2 separate regions of the Mus musculus genome follow, and region 2 is linked to region 1. Evidence: chromatin contacts called from public promoter capture Hi-C data. All regions are on one chromosome and are shown on one strand. The core of a region is the stretch at or near the end of the contact, and the rest is flanking DNA. Distances in the headings are between cores, read along the strand shown.

What was found. Capture Hi-C pulls out chosen DNA fragments and counts their contacts.
Region 2: a promoter capture Hi-C map of pancreatic islet shows a contact between it and region 1. The contact joins two enhancer-like sites.

What each region holds. Positions count from the first base shown.
Region 1 is chr15:97,025,064-97,029,766 of GRCm38.p6, forward strand. The region is part of intron 1 of Slc38a4 (solute carrier family 38, member 4); the gene reads right to left. Among named protein-coding and RNA genes, the nearest start is that of Gm32840, 17 kb to the right of the region's middle. Within about 2 kb of position 2,723, at least 6 of the 459 cell types and tissues checked have an H3K27ac peak or open chromatin away from gene starts, as enhancers often do. A contact at or near this core is called in pancreatic islet, where this site is marked.
Region 2 is chr15:97,894,953-97,899,655 of GRCm38.p6, forward strand. The region is part of intron 1 of Vdr (vitamin D (1,25-dihydroxyvitamin D3) receptor); the gene reads right to left. Among named protein-coding and RNA genes, the nearest start is that of Vdr, 11 kb to the right of the region's middle. Within about 2 kb of position 2,404, at least 25 of the 459 cell types and tissues checked have an H3K27ac peak or open chromatin away from gene starts, as enhancers often do. A contact at or near this core is called in pancreatic islet, where this site is marked.

The DNA.
Region 1 (4,703 bases), core at 1,473-3,972:
TCTGTGACTGCGTCTATTGGCTCTCTCTTTGCCTACTGTTGGCCTCCTCCGTGACCTGCGTCTTCAACTTCCAGTGCACACAGTGGACTTTCAAGCTAAAGCTTGGTCCAGGCTTCTTCTCTAAGTTATGCTTCCGTATGACCAGTGGCCTAGCTGATACCTGCGTAGCTCAACATTTAAAATGTCACATGCCTAAACTCTTCCCTGTCTTCCATCACGAGCCGCTCTAAGAATGTCAGTCACCACATGGGCGCAGCTACTTGGACCAGAAGCAGAAGTCTAATGTGGCAAATACCCACCCCCTTCTATCCACCTTGCAGTCCTTTACGGAGCCTGCTTGATTTTACAGGCAACTCAAGTTTTTCTCAAACTTGTCTACCTTGTCCCATGTCTTCCACCAACAACACCTTTCCAAGTAGACATGACCTAATCAAGCTCCTTGAACCCTCTCTTGCCTGCCCTACCACATATCCATTCCACACACACAGGTTCTCCACACATGAGCCAGAGTGAATTGCTGGAGTTCATCAAATCCTCTCTTTGCTGAATGCCCTCTAAAGCCATCCAGATTCTCACAAGTACAACACAGCTTTATGGCTCATAAGGTCTGTGTTTCTCCAGTCTCTGTATCTCATTCCACACTCTCCTCATCTGGTGTCCATAGCTATACTAGTCTATAGTTTGCAGGGGGTGGGGGTCGGGGGTGGGGGTGGAGGGAGGTACACTGTGTTCTGCTCAGGCCGTCCGCACAAACCTGTCACAGTGACTGAAATGGCCTTCTCCTCTTCCACTCTATCTTTTCCTGACCCGGTCTGAGCTCTCTGTGGAAGCTCAGGGCTGAGATCTCTGTTCACACTCCAGGGATTGCCGCTAAAGTTTATTCCATTGCACTGTAGGGGCTTCATTACGTCATTCACCTAAAACCACGCTAATCTTGGGATCAAAGCCAGAAGTTACCAACCCTCACATGGCGCCCACTCCGTATGTGTGTATGTGCGTACAGTGGGCCAGGAACTAGTTTAAGGCTTTGAATACATTACCCCAAGTAATCCCCATAGCAGCCCTCTTAACCAGTCTTGTTCTTATTGCATATACAGATGGAAAATGGACATTTGGGTTGAGTGGCCTTCACCTACTGCCTCTATCCATAGAGAGCGAATGCCTGAATGGGGAACAGGAACTCTGGCTTTGGTGGCAAATAGCACCAGGTATAAGCCTTGGTCAAATTACCTAACTGACACCCTCCAGAAAAAGGGGGGGAGTAATATCATTTACCACAAAACTAGCATGATGAGAGTTTAAGTATGATGATGTTTGCCTAAGGTTAACATGTAGGCGGTCCTCAATACACTCGATCCCTTCTCCTTCTTCCAATAATCAGAATCCCACGGATGCTTTAATCTGCATTTGAACATATATACTAGCATGTGAACTTTATCTTAGACACCCTGAAAGAGGGCTTCTTGTTCTCAGAACTCTTGCAAAGCTTGTAAGTGAGGTAGGGAAAGAACTTATTTCTATAGTACTCTTACTGTATATAAATGATTCTCTTTGGAGAAGTGATATGTCCCATAAGACAGTTTGAGCCCTCAGCTCCCAATCATGATTTCAACTATTGCCAGGAAACAGTGACAAAAGGTATAGTCCATTTTCATCTCTGAATACCCAACTACCGACCTGGTTTAAAGGAACTTACAGTGACAAGTGCAATTTAAACAGCCTTAGAACATTAAAACCTGAACTACTTCAGATCAGTGGTATATATCACAAAGCAAGCATCTCGAAACATCTTGGTCACATGGTTGCTGCCAAAGTGTAACCTCCCGTTAGTAACATAAACAGACTTCAGCGTGAAAGTGTTTCACCCTGGCATCCAGCAACTCATTCCTTCAGCAAGCGACATCCAGAATGGAAGGGCAAACCGAAAACTTTGGAAATCACAGAGAATGGCTTAAGGCACAGCCCTGAACTCAAGGAACTTACCCTATTAATGAAAACAGATTGGAAACAGAAAGCTTTTACATAGAGTTACAACAAACATCTTTGCTATTATTCTCTGACTAAACACTTGCTGAAATAATCAGCCAATCGTGGCATGGGTAAGAAAGAAAAGAAAAATGCCTGCAAGCACCAGGGTTGAGAAAGCTCCTTTCTGTAGCTCTAAATCTTGCTCCTTGGCTCAGTACTTGGCAACTCAATTTACTGGATGCTCACTAGATGCAGATAGTCTTCAACCTTGACCCCCCCCCTCCCCACCCCTCACCTCACAAGTCTTAGTTCTTTATCCCCTTACTCAGGTCCAATAAGAACAGCGCCTACCAGTCTATGAACATTTATTAAGAATGCATCCACCTCATTGTCGCCCCAGATCACTAATCTGGCATAATATCCCCATGACTTTCTTTAGCGACTGTGGTTCACAGAGTCACTGGGCATCTTGTCTCTCCCATTGCCACCTCAGAACCTCATCACGTGTTGTTTCCCCTGCATAGAACTCTCCTCCCTGTACTCCTAAGGAGGCATCCAGGGCTCAGCTAGGGCCACCTGAAGGAATTAAAAGCCATGTGGCCGGGAAGCGCCGCTGGGACTCACACATCTGAAGGAGCGCTCCCATGTTGCTCCCATGTTCTCGGAGCACTGCTCTCCTTGCCCTCTCAGGACTCATCTGTGCTTACACTTACACTTGTGTGCTAATTTGACAAATGGCCACCCACCTAATCACCTCATGGGATGGAGTGGGTGTCACGTTTGTTTGCAGGCTACATACTCCTAGCATCTGGCACTGTGCTGTTATATTCTGCAAACACCAAAGCAACTTGAAATTGTGTTCATTACAGGCTTGCTGGTTTGAGGCATGTGGCGAGGGAAGGTGGGGGTGTGTACCGAGGAATGACACTAATACCTCAAAATTAAGCAGCAAGTTTATCTTGATCACCAAGAGAAAAAAAAGCTACACTGACCCCCGCCCCCCCCCCCCACACACAGACACACAAATGCTGTGAATGCTTCTAAAAGTCGGATTTTTGACATAATTCCTTCAGCCTTTCTTTCCATTGTATGGAAATAGGCTAAACAAACATCACAGGCAGAGCTCAGCACCTCAGGTCCCATCCACTATGGTGCAGATGCAAAGTCAAAGTCAAAGCTTAACTATCATGTTACTGTTAGGGACAAATGGCTGAGGTACCTATTTAACATAACAAAGTGGATGCTGGCTTCCAAGTTCTCCCTGCATCCCTCAGCCCCCAGTTCCTACCAGTTACAGGGTCTTCCTGGCTGGCATAACCACCTTCTACCCTGAACTCTCCAGCCCAGGGGCTGGGCTGCTCTTTTCTATATAATCCAACCATTTTGTTTGCCTGCTGTCTGTACTTTGGGCCTCCTGGCTGCGGCACCTTGTTCCCTTCTGTCCCCTCTCTAAACTGTCTCCTCCACCATACCAGGGTACTTTCCAGTTCATTCAGTGAGCAGACTTTCAATTTAGTGCATGTATTAGCAGGTGTCTCAAGCAGCAAACCCCCCCACACGCAGACCCTGGTTATTGAACGTGTTGGGATTTCAACCTTTGATCTGCCGCTAAGAAGCTCTTGGTGGGGGAGTTCCTCAAAATGAGACGCTTCTCAAATGCTGTACCTGTGGCTCAGCACCAACCCAAGACCTCAAAAATGGTAAACAAAACTGTCCCGAGTCTGACCCTGGAGGGGTGACCTTCCGAGAGGACGGCAAACATTTGTTCTGCCTGATAAGTCAAAGTGAAGGGGAGCTAGTGACGTCAGGGTGAACTTTCCACCACCGCCATTGGTCTGGTCCTTCAGACCATCTCAGTGTTGACCAGTCTACTCCAAAAGCCTGGCAGAGGCGGCTGACAGCCAACGTGGCAGTGACCCTTGGGTTGAGCAAGTGGGTAACAGCAAACCCGTGCAACTCAAAGGCGAAATATCTTCTATCCCAAGAACTGATTTCAAGTCACATCGAAAATGTGCCTCCTATAAATGGCTATAGTGTTGGCCTGAAAACGAATCTGATATTACCTCCATGTGAAAGTGCCTTCATGTCCCCAATGATACAGTCCTACTCAAAGCTTGATAGCAAGACAGACTGGTCATCCAACTCACTGTTTGTCATTGAAACATGGAGATATTTTGGGACTGGAGGAGATGACTCACGTCAGAAAGTGCTTATTGCACAAGCATGAAGACCTTAGTTTGATCCTCAAAAAAAAAAAAAAAAAAAAAAAAAAAAAAAAAAGCCAAACATGGTGGTGGGTGTCTGCACTAAAGAGGCAGAAGACAAGGAGGCCCTTGGGACTTACTGGTTATCTAAAAGATGAGGTAGCTTCAGGATTTTCTAGCTCCTTTTATCCCATGCTTAGACAAAGCTTAGAGAGAACACCTACAAAGAATGAGAACTGTTGATAATCAACAGCCCGTGCTGTGGCTTTGTCCCCCCCCCCCCAAGGATTAGACGCTTAGCCACGTGAGAGAGGGCATGTGACTGTCACCCCAACAGAAGTACTGCTATGAGTTTGAGGCCAACTGGGTGCAATCTAGACCAGCGTGGGCTGTTGTGCGAAACCCTGTCTCTAAACAACAAAACAAAAACACGAAATGCTTGCTAATGGTAAAAATAGCGGAGCATTCATAAGACTGGAGTCCACTTGCTTCCTTACAGATTTTTTTTTTCAGAAGACACAGTTATCTTAA
Region 2 (4,703 bases), core at 1,154-3,653, 870 kb after region 1:
CTGGGCCAAGTGGAAGAACCTCAGCCTTAGAGGACACCAGCAGTCACCCCAAGCAACACCAGCTGCACCCCAAGCAACACCAGCTGCACCCCAGTTTTGGTTAGAACACCCCCATACCTTTCATTTGCCCAAGCGCTTGTCATCCTTGTGTGTAGATCCCTCTAGGGACCCACTGGAGGGCAAGGAGGCAATGACGTTTCTTCTTAACCTCACAGTGGTGTACACTGGGTTCCGTTACCTTATGTTTGTACTGGGGACTGAAACTACAGCCTTGAGCATGCCACACAAGCATTGCACCACTGAGCTATCTCCCTGGCTGCTACTTGATTGTTTGTTTGGTTGTTTTTTTTTTTCGAGACAGGGTTTCTCTGTGCAGCCCTGGCTGTCCTGGAACTCATTCTGTTGACCAGGCTGGCCTCGAACTCAGAAATCTGCCTGCCTCTGCCTCCCAAGTGCTGGGATTAAAGGCGTGTGCCACCACTGCTCCGCTTGCTACTTGATCTTTGACGGTGACTTCTGCCTAGCCTTAGCACCCACTACAAGACAAAGCTGGCCCTAGAAGCTGGAAGTATACAATGGGTGTGATGTAGCTCTGGACTTCTTGAAGCTTATGGTTCACAGGGGGTGACAAATAGGACCCCTTGATTGAGGGTGGCATGTTATAGAGCAGGCAGGTAAGCACAAGAGAGGATAAAACCATGTAGGGGAGCCCCTGGCCTCATCTCCACGGGATGTGGTATAGACCCAGAGCCCTAAGGGAATTCTCATAGAACCATTAGTCACTGAGCTAGGAGGGTGAGGCAGGGGAGAGAGAATACTAGAACGCTGCAGCCCAGCTCGAGGCCAAAAGGAAAAAAAAAAGGTTTCATGAGAGATTATCAAAAGAACAAATGGTTTAACAAGGGCGGACGTAAGCTGGAGAAAAGGCAGCTACACATCCCCAGTCAACTCTTCTTCCATTCATCAAGTTGTCCCGAGTGGCGAGATATGGTTGCCGGGCACAGGAAGCACAGACACCTCCCAGTTTCCAGATCTCCAAGTCTGCCTCTGCTGGGCCTCTCAGCCTACCCTGCCCTCTCGGCCAACGAGCCACCTCCTTGTTGCCAGGAATCACGTGAAGGAAGCAGTCGGGTGTGAAAATATACAGCGCTCACAAACAACGGACATCACGGGCAGGGGTGGCAGGCTGTCTATAAACATATGCCAACCCATATAGAGACCAGATGTACAAACTCACTGGTGGTCCACAGCCAAGCCTCATCTTACCCTCAAAGCTCCAAGGGAAAATAATGCTTGAATTAAATGTATCAAGCCAAATACTTTTGTGTGTGTGTGTGGGGGGGGGGGGTCTCCCAGGGCCACAGGATGGTAGGAAAGATCCTTGCCCAACTCCTGCCCATTGGGTATCTTCCTGTTCCTCTCAGGAGAGAGGAGTTAGCCCCTGGGTCCTGGGAAGAATGGCTTTTCTCTCTTCTAGTAGTCAGTAACCTGCTGCCCACAAGCAGGGACCTAAGCAGACGGTGGCTCTTGGTCAGCTTCCCCCGCTGAGCCCAGCCGCTGAACCGTAGGCCCCTTGAGGCGGAACGCCCCATGTCTTCAATTTGCCAGTAGAACAAACATCATGGAGAAGGTTGTGAAAGAGCCACTCAGAGCCCCGCTCCACAAAGGACTAGAGCAGAAAGCATGGTGTGCTTAGCCTGCCCCTGCTCCCGCACCCCCATTGCCTGCTGTCCCCTGGAGCTAGGCTTTGGAGAGAGGAAGTGATGATGACCAACCGTGCTCTCTCACTACCATCTTCCCTTCCAGGCCGGCTTCACCCCATCACCGTGTACCTGGAGCCGCTGCCAGCTGAGCATCCAGTGCGCAGCTTTCTAGGCTAGGCCAGTGGCCATGATCCTTCCTGCCCCTGGGAGGAGAGGTGGGTGACCCCTCCATCCACTGTTTCCCCTTCTATCCCAGAACTCCTCCTGACCTGAAAAACAGTTCCGTAGCCGGGTTCTGGATTGAAGTTTAACAGAGACAAAAATAATTCTCCCGAGTGAGCTATTTTCTGCCCGGCTTTTGGAATAATAGCTCAGGGTGACAGGCAGTGGGGGGTAGAAGCTGGCCATGGGCCACCAACCTCTTAGGCCCTTTTCACAAGCCCACTGCCTACTGCCTCTGAAGCCAGGCTTTAAAGAGACGTAGCAGCTCAGTAGTCAGCAGAACCCAGTCGTGACTGTCTATCAGCACCTGCTGCCACCTGCCACCACCTGTAGACTGGGTACAAAGTGACAGTCCGGCCCTGTGGGAGCCAGGGATGGTAGGTCTCCATGCATAGCTCTTGCTCCTACAAAGAGTCTCAAGTAAGCTCTACAAATCTCACATGACCGTGGAATCGGCTGAGATAAAACACTTCCAAATGTGTAATAAAAACCGCCAAGCTCCATCTGTAGGAACGTTAGCTGTTGCTTGACTATGATTCTCCCAGGCACTGAAGGGGAGGACCAGATCTCAGGAAGAAGGCAGCAGCGAAGAAAGACACGTTTAAGGATCAGAGGAGCGTGGTCAGCTCTCTGCCGGCTCTCTGGAGCGCCAAGACCAGCTGGGGAAAAGCTGATGCAGAACAGGGCTTGGGAGTGGAGCTCAGTGCTGGACCACAGAGTCCCAGGTTCAATCCCCAGCCCCAGGCTCAGGCACAGAGGCCCTTTGTAGTGTATGCTGAGCAGCAGGTTTATAACAAAGCTCCATTGTCTGTGTGGTTTTGTTTCATTTTTGCCTTGCACCTCTTTCTTTAACTGTTTTAGCTCCTTGTGGTTTCACTTGCTGCTTTCTTTGTTTATTTGTTTGGTTGAGACAGTATCTTATGTAGTCCAGCCCGGCTTCTAAGTCCCTGCATAGTCAAAGATGACCTTGAACTTCTCATCTCCTGCTTTCCTTTCCCACGTGGTGGGATTACGGGTGTGTGCCACCAAACCCAGTTTATGCCATGCTGGGGAGTCAAACCCAGGGCTCTGGGCATGCTGGGCGAGCACTCTACCAACTGAACCACACCCCTGGCCTTGTTAGCTTTTTAAAAACTTTCTCTTGATGACTTTCTCTCTGATGCTCATGGGGGACCACTGACTAGAGAGATAGAACAACAGGGAGGGGGAAATGGAGGGACTCCAGGTGTCACCTGAACTCTCTCCTGATCGCTCACCACAGACAGGGGGGAGGGGAGGGTCTAGCCTCTACTCCTCTAGGGAGCGGCTTTCTCTGACTTGCTCTGTGCAGCACTCACTGTGGAGAGTGCCAGAGAGCCCAGAGGACCTCCTGGCCCTGAATTCTGTTGCTTATGCCCCTCACCCACAGAGATTGCAAGTTTTAAAAATTCATTATCAGCTGGGTGGTGGCGGCCCACTCCTTTAATCCCAGAAACAGGCAGATCTCTGTGAGTTCAAGGCCAGCCTGGTCTACAGATTGAGTTCTAGGACAGCCAGGACCACACAGTGAAACCCTGTCCTGAACCTTGCATCTGACCCCCCCTACCAAAACAAAAATCATTATCTTTAAAAACAGAGAGATTTCGACTGATAGAAAGTGCTCGCCATGCGTAAGTACCAACATTTGGATCCTTAGCATTCATAAAAGCCAGCATGGTGGGTGTTGAGCTTGTTAATCCTGGAGAGGAATCAGTCAGAGATACGTCTCAGCCAAACAGGTGTAGGAGGGACAGAGGACGACACATGAGCGTGACCTCTGACCCACACACATGCACGTGCACACGCACACACACAACCCCATTCCCCATGTGCACTGGAGAAAAAAAGGAAGAGACAGGGAGAGGTGGGTGGGTTTTACTTAAAAACAGAACCAAACCCGCACACTTCATATCTAGCATGTCCAGCTTGCTATAAAAACCTAATTGGATCATGAGGCCACACTGGGCTGTGGCTCCAGCAACACCTTTGCAGGCCTACTGTGGGCCCCATCTGAATACCAGCCGGAAGTCCTTCAGTCTCTCTCACCTCCAGCTTTACTCTCTGGCCTTGGCCCCTGCACCACCCCGAAACACAGCTGAAAGGGCAGTGGCTCTGGAGCCAGCCTACCTGGCTGGGCCCAGTCCCTAGTCCCTCCCTTGTACTGGCTGCCCTCACAATCTCTCTCTCTCTCTCTCTCTCTCTCTCTCTCTCTCTCTCTCTCTCTCTCTCTCTCTCTCTCGGCTCCTGTTTCCTTATCTACGAGATGAGAGAAATCACAGTCCACACCTTCTAAATCAGTGAGGCGTCCATGGGCTAATTCGGGCCAACTGCTTAGTCCCGTGTCTGGCACACGGCGCCTGCTCAGTCACTTTAGGTGCTGGTGACTGTGCCCAGTGGGTATAATCGCTGTGGAAGATTCACCTAAATGTCAGCCTGGGCTTTAAAGGTAGCGTAACCGTGCAAAGAGCTGTCCTTCTCTGGGCCTCTGTGGCTCGGCATAGGCATACTCGGTCTGCCTGCACACAAAGGTATTTGTATCTGATAAGCTTTGTCTGGATAAAGCTGTGCTAGGTAGGACCCTGTGTTGAGTCAGGACTTTTCTGGGATGGGACCTGTTACTGGGGCTCGTAGGAGAAAGGAGGACTCAGCAACTGAAGACATCATCCCAGCATGGTAAGGTCCAAGATCTCCTCGCCCAGGCTGCCCTCGACTATTCAGCCATTTGCCATTCAAGGGGATTCTACTATGGATTTGATTCTT